Regions from separate parts of the Triticum aestivum genome. Here region 2 is linked to region 1. A link is a contact called in public Hi-C data. All regions are on one chromosome and are shown on one strand. The core of a region is the stretch at or near the end of the contact, and the rest is flanking DNA. Distances in the headings are between cores, read along the strand shown.

Region 1 (5,456 bases), core at 2,779-5,278:
CCTAATTCTTTCGCCCATATATACTCTTATACCCCAAAACCATCAGGGGGAGCCATGAAAACACTTTTCCACCACCGCAACCTTATGTACCCATGAGATCCCATCTAGGGACCTTTTCCGGCGTCCTGCCGGAGGGGGATTCGATCACGGAGGCTTCTACATCAACACCATTGCCCTTCCGATGAAGCGTGAGTAGTTTACCATGGACCTACGGGTCTATAGCTAGTAGCTAGATGGCTTCTTCGCTCTCTTTGATTCTCAATACCATGTTCTCCTCGATGTTCTTGGAGATCTATTCGATGTAATACTCTTTTGCGGTGTGTTTGTCGAGATCCGATGAATTATGGATTTATGATCAGATTATCTATGAATATTATTTGAATCTTCTTTGAATTCTTATATGCATGATTTGATATCTTTGCAAGTCCCTTCGAATTATCGGTTTATTTTGGCCTACTAGATTGGTTCTTCTTGCAATGGAAGAAGTGCTTAGCTTTGGGTTAAATCTTGCGGTGTCTTTTCCTAGTGACAGTAGGGGCAGCAAGGCATGTATTGTATTATTGCCGTCGAGGATAAAAAGATGGGGTTTTCACCATATTGCTTAAGTTAATTTTTCTACATCATGTCATCTTACTTAATGGGTTACTCCATTCTTTATGAACCTAATACTCTAGATGCATGCTGGATAGCGGTTGATGTGTGGAGTAATAGTAGTAGATGCAGAATTATTTCGGTCTACTTGACACGGATGTGATGCCTATGTTCATGATCATTGCCTTAGATATCGTCATAATTATGCGCGCTTCTATCAATTGCTTGGCAGTAATTTGTTCACCCACCGTATTATTTGTTATCTTGAGAGAAGCCACTAGTGAAACCTATGGCCCCCTGGTCTCTTTTCCATCATATAAGTTCTCTTTTCCATCATATAAATTTCCGATCTACTATTTTGCAATCTTTTACTTTTCGATCTATAAACCAAAAATATAAAAATTATTTACTTTACCGTTTATCTATCTCTATCAGATCTCACTTTTGCAAGTAACCGTGAAGGGATTGACAACCCCTTTATCGCATTGGGTGGAAGTTTGTTTGATTGTTTGTGCCGGTATTCGGTAACATGTGCATTGTCTCCTACTGGATTGATACCTTGGTTCTCAAACTGAGGGAAATACTTACTCTACTTTGCTGCATCACCCTTTCCTCTTCAAGGGAAAAAATAACACAAGCTCAAGAGGTAGCCGTCATAGGAAAATACGTACGGTTAAAGGGGGTCTAGCTGAAACATATTTCGCATTTCCAAAGTGATGCTCAAACTTATACATACACAAGCCGCTTCGAGTGAAGCCTTTGGAAATCTCTGGAACAACTGACGATTTTGCTAGCGACACTGACGAAGTTCATCTGGTCGCTGACGAATTTGGTCACACTGAGGAGTTATGATTTCTCTAGTGCGATCTGCTTATCGTGAGGAAATTGAGTGCCCCGACAAAATTGAGAGTTCAATTTACAATTGTTGATGTGCCGCGTGCCAGCTATCGAGTGGATCCTTATCATGACAACGGTCATGTCTGACAAGGGCATTTATGACATTTTATGTTGGATTGCCCCTGGCTATAAATAGTTCACCCCCCACAACCACTGTTGGTTGGCTGCTATAGAGAGAACTTGACACTTGTCATTTAAGAGCAACCCATCATCTGACGACTTTGAGAGAATCCGAGTGAGGAAAAACCCAACCAGAGACAAAGTGATTGAGTATCACTGAAGAGATTGATCTGTGTGATCCGACGCCTATTACCTTTGAAGATTGTCATTCCTCCAGACGGTTAGGCGTCAAGTTCTGAGCACCCAAAAGTCATTGTGGTGTGTCGGTGAACAAGTTTGTGAAGGTCATGAAAGTCTGCCTTGAAGACTTACCATGAGTGATTGGGTGAGGTCTAAGTGACCTTTGCTCAAGAGGAATACAGTGAGGACTAAGTGTCCTCTGAGTTCATCTCAACCGCGTCAACCAGACGTATAGTTGATACAACAACTGGAACTGGTCTACCAAATCGCGTGTCTTCATCGAGCCAACCTGGTTTCAAATTCCTCACCCTTACCTTTTGTACTGAAGAATTTGCGATCTACTTTCTGAAGAATTTAAACTGAAGACTTTCATCACGATGCTTTCATTTCTTCAGTTCATCTTCCTCATGCATGTATGCATGTATGATTGCATGTTCTTCACATGTATGTATCTTGTATGCGCACTTTCTATTTCTGTGATGACTTAGTTCCCTCGCGTTTATATCTTTTCACTCTGATTTTCATCAAATTCATCAGAGTTTGACGAATTTCTAAAAATGCCCCATTCACCCCCCTCTGGGTGTAAACCTGTGTTTTCACTTACTACATGACCGTGAAAATAGGTAGTTCTAGAAGATACCCCATGCGTTGATGCGGGGATTGCTTGCAATAATTTAAATAAAATATATATATATATATATATATATATATATATATATATGGAAAATGCATCCTATATGTATGTTGATTATTATACTATATATATATATTGCATTTGATTATTATATAGTTGTAAATATATATAGAATATATTTATTCCATATGTATGTTGAGAGAAATATAATTAGAATGATTTAAGTTGGGATGTGTGCATGTTGAGAGAGACTATTAATAATAGTTTTCATGGATATCAAGAGAAACAGCTAGTGGGATGATGAGGTGGCACATATGGTGAGTTGCATGTGAGCATGTTGAGAAAATTGACACAGGGATCAACTATTTAGGTATATAGGATAGTATAGGACTAGCGTCACCTTCCTTCGTCATACAGCGGTGCTACACACACGACACACTACGCACGATTCATGGACGATATTTAAATCCAGCCGCACATGCACATCATTGAGAAGGACACCAGCGGCTGGATTAGCACGTCGTGCATATATCGGGCAGCAGTGACGTCTGGGTAGCAGTCTAATTTTGTTCTTAACTTCGACACAAAAATACACACCAAAGATTGCATGCATTACCCTGTATATTGATGTATAATTACATTTATATAGGGAGCCAGTGTATACTAACATATACACTCCTAAATTTATAACGAGCTATAGCTAAATTGATGTATAATTACATTTATCAGGGGAGCCATTGTACAATGACATATACACCGCTAAATTTGTTAAAAATGTACGTGAAAAAAGAATTTCTACAGTTTCAGCTAAAATAAATAATGACTACTATACAAGTATCTAAAATATGTAAACACCCAACACATTAACACAACACATGGTCATTCTATTGCGCGCTTAACATCAGACAATAAGAAGAAAATCATACTTCCTTCGTCTCAAAATAAATGTCTCATTTTATACTAAGTTTAGCAAAAGGTTATACTAACATTGAAGGTTGGGACAATTATCTTAGGACACAGAGAATACTCGTTTTACTCTTATCATGAGCAGTAACATACGACCACCTAACCCTCAACCAGATCTGCCAGATGACATGGTCTCACCAACCTCTACACTCTATCCTTTTGTCCCAATACCTATCGTTCAAAACTCCCATCAGTTTAATGCGCACCGCATAATAATCAGTAAGCCCAACGCGAGAGTTGCCAGCCATCTTGCTTGGTGTTTCTACGCGTGCACGCTGACTCCACAAACATGGCCACAAGCTCAGAAGATCCCGCCCGCTCACCCCGATGACCCGCCATTCTACACACCCATACAACTCAATCTCTCTTTAAAAAGCTTCCACCCAAAATGATAATTTCTCTTCAAGAAAGTCTTTTTGCAGCGCAAAGAATAGATGAACAAATAAACGGATAAACACGATGACAGGAGCGTAATGGACAGAAACAAAGGCGAATAGGCCCCACAGCGATTTATTTTCCCCCAAGAAAGGACTTTGTAGCGCACGGAAACGAAAAGGAAAAGGATATTAGTCGCAGTAGAGAAAAGAGTGGGCTTGGGCACCTATTTATAGCCAACCTCCCCGAAAGCGATCTCGCTCGCCTCCTCCACGCTTTTTCCCTTCCATTCCTCCCTCCCCGCAGCCCCAATAAATAATAAAAACCCAACCCCACGCCGAATTCCTTAGTCCTCGATTCGATTTTCTCGCCAATTCACGGGCCGCTAGTGCCGGGGGCGCGATCGGCGGTGAGATTCGTCGCCGGGCGGAAATGGTTGCCGTGGCGGCCGAGGGCCCGATCCGCGCCGACGCCGTGCCGGCGGCGGCCGGGGCCGGCGCGGAGAGGGCCGATGCGGCGGCCGCGGGCGGGGCGGCGGCGGCCAAGGCCAGGGAGGACGAGGTCAGGGAGTACAAGAGTGACGTGAGGAAGCTGGAGGAGCTGTTCAAGAAGCTGAACCCCTCCGCGGAGGAGTTCGTGCCGCTCTCCCGCCGCCAGGGGGACGGCGCACGCCGCCTGTCGGCCGACGCGCCCGTCTTCGTCTCGCCCGCGATCGACTACTATGCGCCCCACCACCCGTTCCAGCATCAGCAGATGCACGTGCTGCAGGTGGTCGGTGGCGGGGGCGGAGCGGGTAGAGACTCCAGCAGCGACGGATCCGCCAACGGCCAGCCGAATCGACGGGTAAGCGCGAGCCGAATTGCCGATTCGGGCTCGGTTTTTCGATTTGTTTCGCGTGGCGCTTTGGAGTGGCGACGCCTTGTGGCCAGATCAGTCGATCAGATTTGAGGTTTATGGTGATGTTGATGGGTTTGGGTTTTTTGATCTCTCTCTCACGCGATCGGCTCGGAGGTTGATCTCTTTTCTAGGGTTTTAGGTGCAGTTGGGTTTTGATATTAGCACCACCAATTGTGGATGTCGCGAACGTTACTTTGGTGAACGGATTTTTCTCATAGATCGATCGATTTCTTCTCAACTCTTATCCGTTTTACTGGATTCGTGTGGTTGACTTCATATCCGTTTGCTTTTCAGTTGTTGTTAGTTTTTTCACATGAATTTGTTTGTCAATGCTAATTCTACATTTCACCATATTTGGGTTTTAGGGGGCAGCACTTCTTTCTCGGTTATATTGACCAGCTGCATTGGTCTGTGGTTACAGAGAAGGAATGGCTTCAACCAGGGGAGACGTAGGATGGGAGTTCGGCCAAGGCGAACTGATAGGGAGGATAGTGTACGGCGAACTGTCTATGTCTCAGACATTGATCAACATGTGAGAATATTAAAGAGAATGAGCTGCTTGTATTAGTTTCTTCTTTCAGTTTTTTCTTCTTTTTGTACTTAATTGACTGACCCCTGAACGCCCCATCGATTTGCAGGTCACTGAACAGAAGCTTGCTGAGGTTTTCTCAAACTGTGGTCAAGTATGCTCTTAGACTCCTTACTATTAAAAATATTATTTGTGATAGCATATGATGCTTGTTTGTCCGAATATCCTTTTTTATATCTTGAATAAAATAAGCGATCTGTTTTTAAT
Region 2 (5,355 bases), core at 1,423-3,922, 220 kb after region 1:
CATGGAATTCAATATAGTATCAGAGCTAAGAGGTCTTGAGTTCAAGACCCTGCAAACGCAATATTAAAGTAAAAAAGATTCTGCATTCTATATCGTCCCATGTCTAAGGACCAAAAAAGCCTAAACATGAGGGAGGGGTGTTGAAATATATTGTCCGGCTCTATTCATTAGTTCGGACTTTTGGATGAATTGGTTGGAGCATGAATTCAATATTGATGTCTACTGAACTTATTGAAACACAACGAATTTATTGACATCTACTGAAAAGTGAAAACGTAAATTATAATAATATGGAAATAACCGGTTGAATCCTAGGCTAACCCAGCAGATTACTCAATTACCTATGACATTTCTTTCCAGGACATGCTGCCAGGAAAATACTTTTTTTTATTAAAGTGGCACACAACTATGACATTTCATTCCTATAGCAAAACCAAAGAATCCTTAATTCGTCAAATACATGGATCTAGTGAAGTCAATCACGACACTTCATACAAACAGCCAGTATAATATTCCACATACCCTTGGCGGTTCATGCAAAGGCATATGCTCTTTGTTTAGTGCAAAACCAAAGTGAAGATGAACTCGAACTCTACTAATATATTGTAAAGTGTATATACTCAGCAATTTCTGTCCTTCTCAGATGACACTAGGCGTCCATACATTTAATTTTATCATTCCGTCAACGTATGATTGAACCCAAAGACCAAGATGAGGATACTATATGTGGCAAGAGACCACTGAGGAAGAGGGACAAGTCTAACATGTCACCTTGTTAGTATATTCACTCACACCACATAACTCAAATCGACAACAGCGGCATGGTTCGCCGCCTCAGACAATAACTCTCATCATCCTCGCCGCTTGATGGATACGGAACACCGCAACGGTTGCATCTTCAAGGGTGACCGACCATTGGTATCTCATCTCTCCGCAACCATCAAAGACGAGACGCGCCTTTAGGCTAAGGCCGGCGCCATCGGGATTAAAAACATCATACCCGGGAGTTAGATTTTCAGTGTTTTGGGGCTGAGCAACCCCCTTTCTGTATGCTCCAACGCCCGCTACCATGCCTCTAGCGCATATGGCTAAGTGAGCGTCTGTAATCATTTGTTGTCACTCTTCTTCTATCAATGAAAAAAAACTCAACCTTTGTGTATTCGTGAAAAAAACATTATGGACATGCTTGAAATAGCATAGCGATTAAATGTTACTGCTCCCCTCACCTGGTTTAGTGGATCCGAAATTATGATAGAGTTGAACAACAATTGCAAAACTACCCCAATAGCCAGCAAACGTTTGCTGGGAGTGATAGCATTTGCAAATGTTTGTTTAGAAAATTTGTGTTAGCGAGTGTGGCAATTTTAGTTGGCGCGCATGGCAACTCCGCTGCAATTATGTTGTCGCCAAAAAATTGTCGCTCTCGCGAACTAAACTTGTGATCCTCACAACAACTAAACTAGCCATAAAAATGCTCGCAATTGCCATCCAGTCCAGCGAACGTTCGCTGCTTATGATTATCGTTGCAAAATTGCTGTTGCTGCTGCTGCTACTACTACTGCTACTACACAACATTTCCCAAATAACTTCTCCCCAAACATCTTATGTTCATAAAGAAAAATTCTCATGCACGCACATAGCTAGTTGGAGCTGTGATTGTGCAACACGTATACCTCTCTCTGAAGAGCCTCATCGAGCTCTTGCTTGTCGTCGGCCGTGATGTCCTTGGCATACAGCTGCCTCAGGCAATTCCGTATCCTGCGCGCACAGAAGCTCCATTACTCTGTTAATAAGCTTCGAAATGCAACAGAAATTACTGTGCTAGCAGAACCCGAATCATTTCATGGCTGCCTGGCTCAATGGAGTAATTTGAAAGAAATCAACCTGCCGTGCTTCTGGAGGAGTGACCGCCGGATGGACTGCGTGGGGTGGGCGGTGAAGACGAGGTCGACGGTCTGGTTCTTGAGCGCGTCGAACACCTCCTCCCGGGTCTTGCCCAGGTCAGACACCAGCCTCTTGAGCGTCTCCTCGATGTCGGACTCGGTGGTGGCGGAGGCCTCGTCGGCGAAGTCGCCGCGCTTGAGCTTGTTCCTGCGGCGGTTCGCGATCTGCACCTCCTCGGCGAGGTTGGCCAGGTTGAGCATGTGGGAGAAGGAGCTGGCCATGACGATGGAGTCGGCGGGGGCCAGCCCCGTGAGCCTGCCCCCGAGCTCGTCCAGCCGGGCCGCGTCGCGGTCGCCCTCGTACTCCGCCGCCACCTCGTAGCAGTCCTGCACCTGCAGCGACGGCCGGCCGGCGAGGTCAGGCTCCTTTCATGCGCGGCAGGGGAGGGAAAATGGAAAGTACGGATTAATAGTACGTACGAACTCGCGGAGGTGCGGGCCGTGGAGGTCCTGGAGGATGTCGAGGAAGCGGTCGACGAGGAGGGCGTCGTACTCGACGAGCTTGTCGTCCTCGGAGACCTTGCCGGGGGCGAGGAGGCGGAGCTGCGCGTCGATGGAGTGGTGCCGCTCCATGGGAGCCGCTGAGGATGACGACATATCCTTGTTCGCGGGAAGCGCCGCGCCGAGCAAAGGAGGAGGAAGCGGTGTGTGCCTTCGCTCTCCGTCGGTCGGACGGACGGACAGTGTGTTGTGTGTATGGCTGCGAGTGTGGATGGGATGATGGGGCAGTGGCCTGTCGTGGGCGTCTAATAGGCGCCGGACGGCGTATGTGACTGCTGAGTGTGTGCACGGGAAAAGTACGGCCCTTGGCGGTTGGAAAGGCAGCTTAAAGCGGATGCACGGGCGCCCAAAAACTAATTAAAATCTCCTTAAAAGGAGAATCAAAATCTCCTTATAAAATAACCAAAATCTGAAAGAACAACAAACTAAATTTTATCAATGTCATGGTTGTGTCTAAAGTCTTATAACTAATCAAAACCAAAAGGGCAGCAAACTAAATTTTATCAATGTCTATGTTGTATCTGAAGTTTTATTATTATTTTTCTATCTATTGCAATTATTTTTTTGGCACAAATTGGCAACTCTAGTTCATTTTTTCGTAACAAACATCTAAATCACGAGCCGTCAAAACCGCATTATTTGGTAGGATGATATGGGTTTAGGGCCTCTCTGAGGGCAACTGTTTAATTTCCTCCCCACGTGTCTCATGTCCGAACATGTACACGAACAATAAAGAGTTGTTCCAAATGAACCTCCCCTTCAACGACAAACTTCATTTGCCCTTCCCCGTTTCCATGCATCTTGCAGGCATCCGATGCGGAGGTGAATGTTGATGGCTTTGGTCTGGCGACGTTTATGCCTTCTCATTGGGAAACCCTTATACCTTTTCGGAGCGCCTCCCCGTTCTTTTGGCGGTAGGCGACGGAATCTTCTATGATTAACGACTGCTGGAGGATGATGTGGACCACTTGTTCGTCCTTGAACAAGGACAACACAGACATGGTGGATGAACTAGACGCCAATCAAGTGGGACACACTGGAGTGCTGGAAGCGACGGCCTGGACGAGCCGTCGCTCCACCAACGCTAGGATGTCGGGGATGGCGCTCGGCTGCCCTAACGGTGCTGAGGAGGGAGGGATAAATGGCGAGCTCCTCATCGTCCTCTGCCTCCAGGTGGTCCCAATTAGGGTTGGCTTCCGCCTAGACGGGGAGGGCGACAACTTAGAGCCAAGGCCTGAGGGGGGGGGGGGGGGGGGGGGGGGGGGGGGTTGTGTAATAGAGAAGAGCCCATACGTCATAAGAGGAAAAAGGAACATGGTGGATCAATTCCATGGTAGTGTGATGGCTGGCACGATTTCATGTTTGTCGCATTCTACGGCAATCAGTTGAGGCTACACACACTTCAATCGACTAATGGAGTGATAGGCGGGCCATCCCACTAAGCTGCATTGTACGTGCGACTAGTTTTGGGGACCTTCTAAAAGGCTCCTAATCGGTTTTGGAAATCTTATAGAAGTTTCCTGGCTTTTTCTTCCTTTTCATTTTCTTTACTAGTTTTCTATGTTTTCTTTTGGGTTTTTCCGGTTTCCTTTTTCCTTTTAAAAATATATTCAATATTTTAAAAAAATGTTTTCATTTGCAAAAAAAAATCACATATTAAGAAACTGTTTGTGTTTAAAAAAAGGGGATTAAAAATACATTTAACAATTTTTTTGAAAATTCTAAAAATGTTCACATTTTAAAATTTTATTTGCATATTCAAAAGTTTTTTTTAATGTTTGCATATTAAAAAATATTCCTGTTTTCAAAATTTATCTATAGATACAAACAATGTTCTTGAATTTACAAAAAATTGCCCGTGTTTCCAAAAAGGAAATTCAGAATGTCAAAATGGTACGAAATAAAAAAATTGTGTTTTACAAAAAAATCGACAATTTAAAAAACAATGTTCACATTTTTTGGAAATGCTTAAAACAAAAAAATGCCAAAAAATAGTCTGGTACGTCACATCGACCGCTAGAATGAACCGACTCGCCGTAGTGCACCAAGTGGGAAAAATAGACGACATGGTAGTCGAGCCGCTACAATAATCGGCTCGGTATAGTCTGCTCAGCACTCGCTGCTCCACTGGACCGGCACAGTCGGGGGAAGCCCATGTGTGTCGTGCGTCTATATGATGTAGAACGTGTCACATACGAGGTCACGTGTGCGGCGAATATATCTCACTTGATGCGAGACAAAAGGATCTCTTGCGTTAAGCGTGTACAATAATGGGCCGACCCACTCACGAATATTTTTGCAAGAAATAGAGTAAAAAAAGGGGTAGCGCAAGGGATCAATCTTGCGATCTTCTCAATGCTTCGTTGTACTGTTGCCACTGAGCTAACATCAAGTTCGTGCTTAATAAGTAGAGCGCGGCCTACTAAAAGGAAAAGAGCCGGTTATCAAATTGGTTTGCCATATTGTTTTTGTTTTTCTTTTCACCAGTTTTTCATCGTTACTTTCTCTATTTTTATTGTTTTTTTGATTTCTTTCTTTTTCCTCCATTTTTTAGTTTTCTCCGGGTTTTTTTTTGTTCGGTTTCCTTATTTGTTCTCCGTTTTGGGTTTTTTATTTCGTTTCTTATTTGGTTACTCATTATTTCTTCCATTTTTTATCATTTTCTTTCTTTTTTTATCATTTTTTTTTCTTACTCATTTTCCTTTTTCCCTTTGGTTTGTCGTTTCTTTCTTGGTTTTCATTGTTTTTTCTTTTCTTTGTTTCTTTATAGGTTTCACTACTTTTCATTCATTTATTTGTTTTTTATCTCTTCTTTTTTTATTTGTTTCCTTTTGCTTTCATTCTTCATTTTTTTATACATGTCAATGACTTGTTTCTAATACACATTTAACATTTTTAATACAAATTTAAC

Evidence for each region. Hi-C and Micro-C count contacts between places; a contact is called where the count stands out from the background.
Region 2: a contact with region 1 is called in a Hi-C map of leaf, with 6 times the contacts expected there. The contact joins the promoter of LOC123156484 here to the promoter of LOC123162588 in region 1. A contact is called at or near these places in 3 of 5 Hi-C or Micro-C datasets (all in leaf).

What each region holds. Positions count from the first base shown.
Region 1 is chr7B:447,898,371-447,903,826 of IWGSC CS RefSeq v2.1, forward strand. LOC123162588 (polyadenylate-binding protein-interacting protein 8) reads left to right here and starts at 4,029. Exons shown (of 10, transcript XM_044580360.1): 1 at 4,029-4,606; 2 at 5,082-5,192; 3 at 5,299-5,343. The coding sequence starts at 4,196.
Region 2 is chr7B:448,123,712-448,129,066 of IWGSC CS RefSeq v2.1, forward strand. It overlaps LOC123156484 (phosphoenolpyruvate carboxylase 1), which reads right to left and starts at 2,673. Exons shown (of 10, transcript XM_044574611.1): 1 at 2,364-2,673; 2 at 1,885-2,276; 3 at 1,674-1,758. The coding sequence starts at 2,540.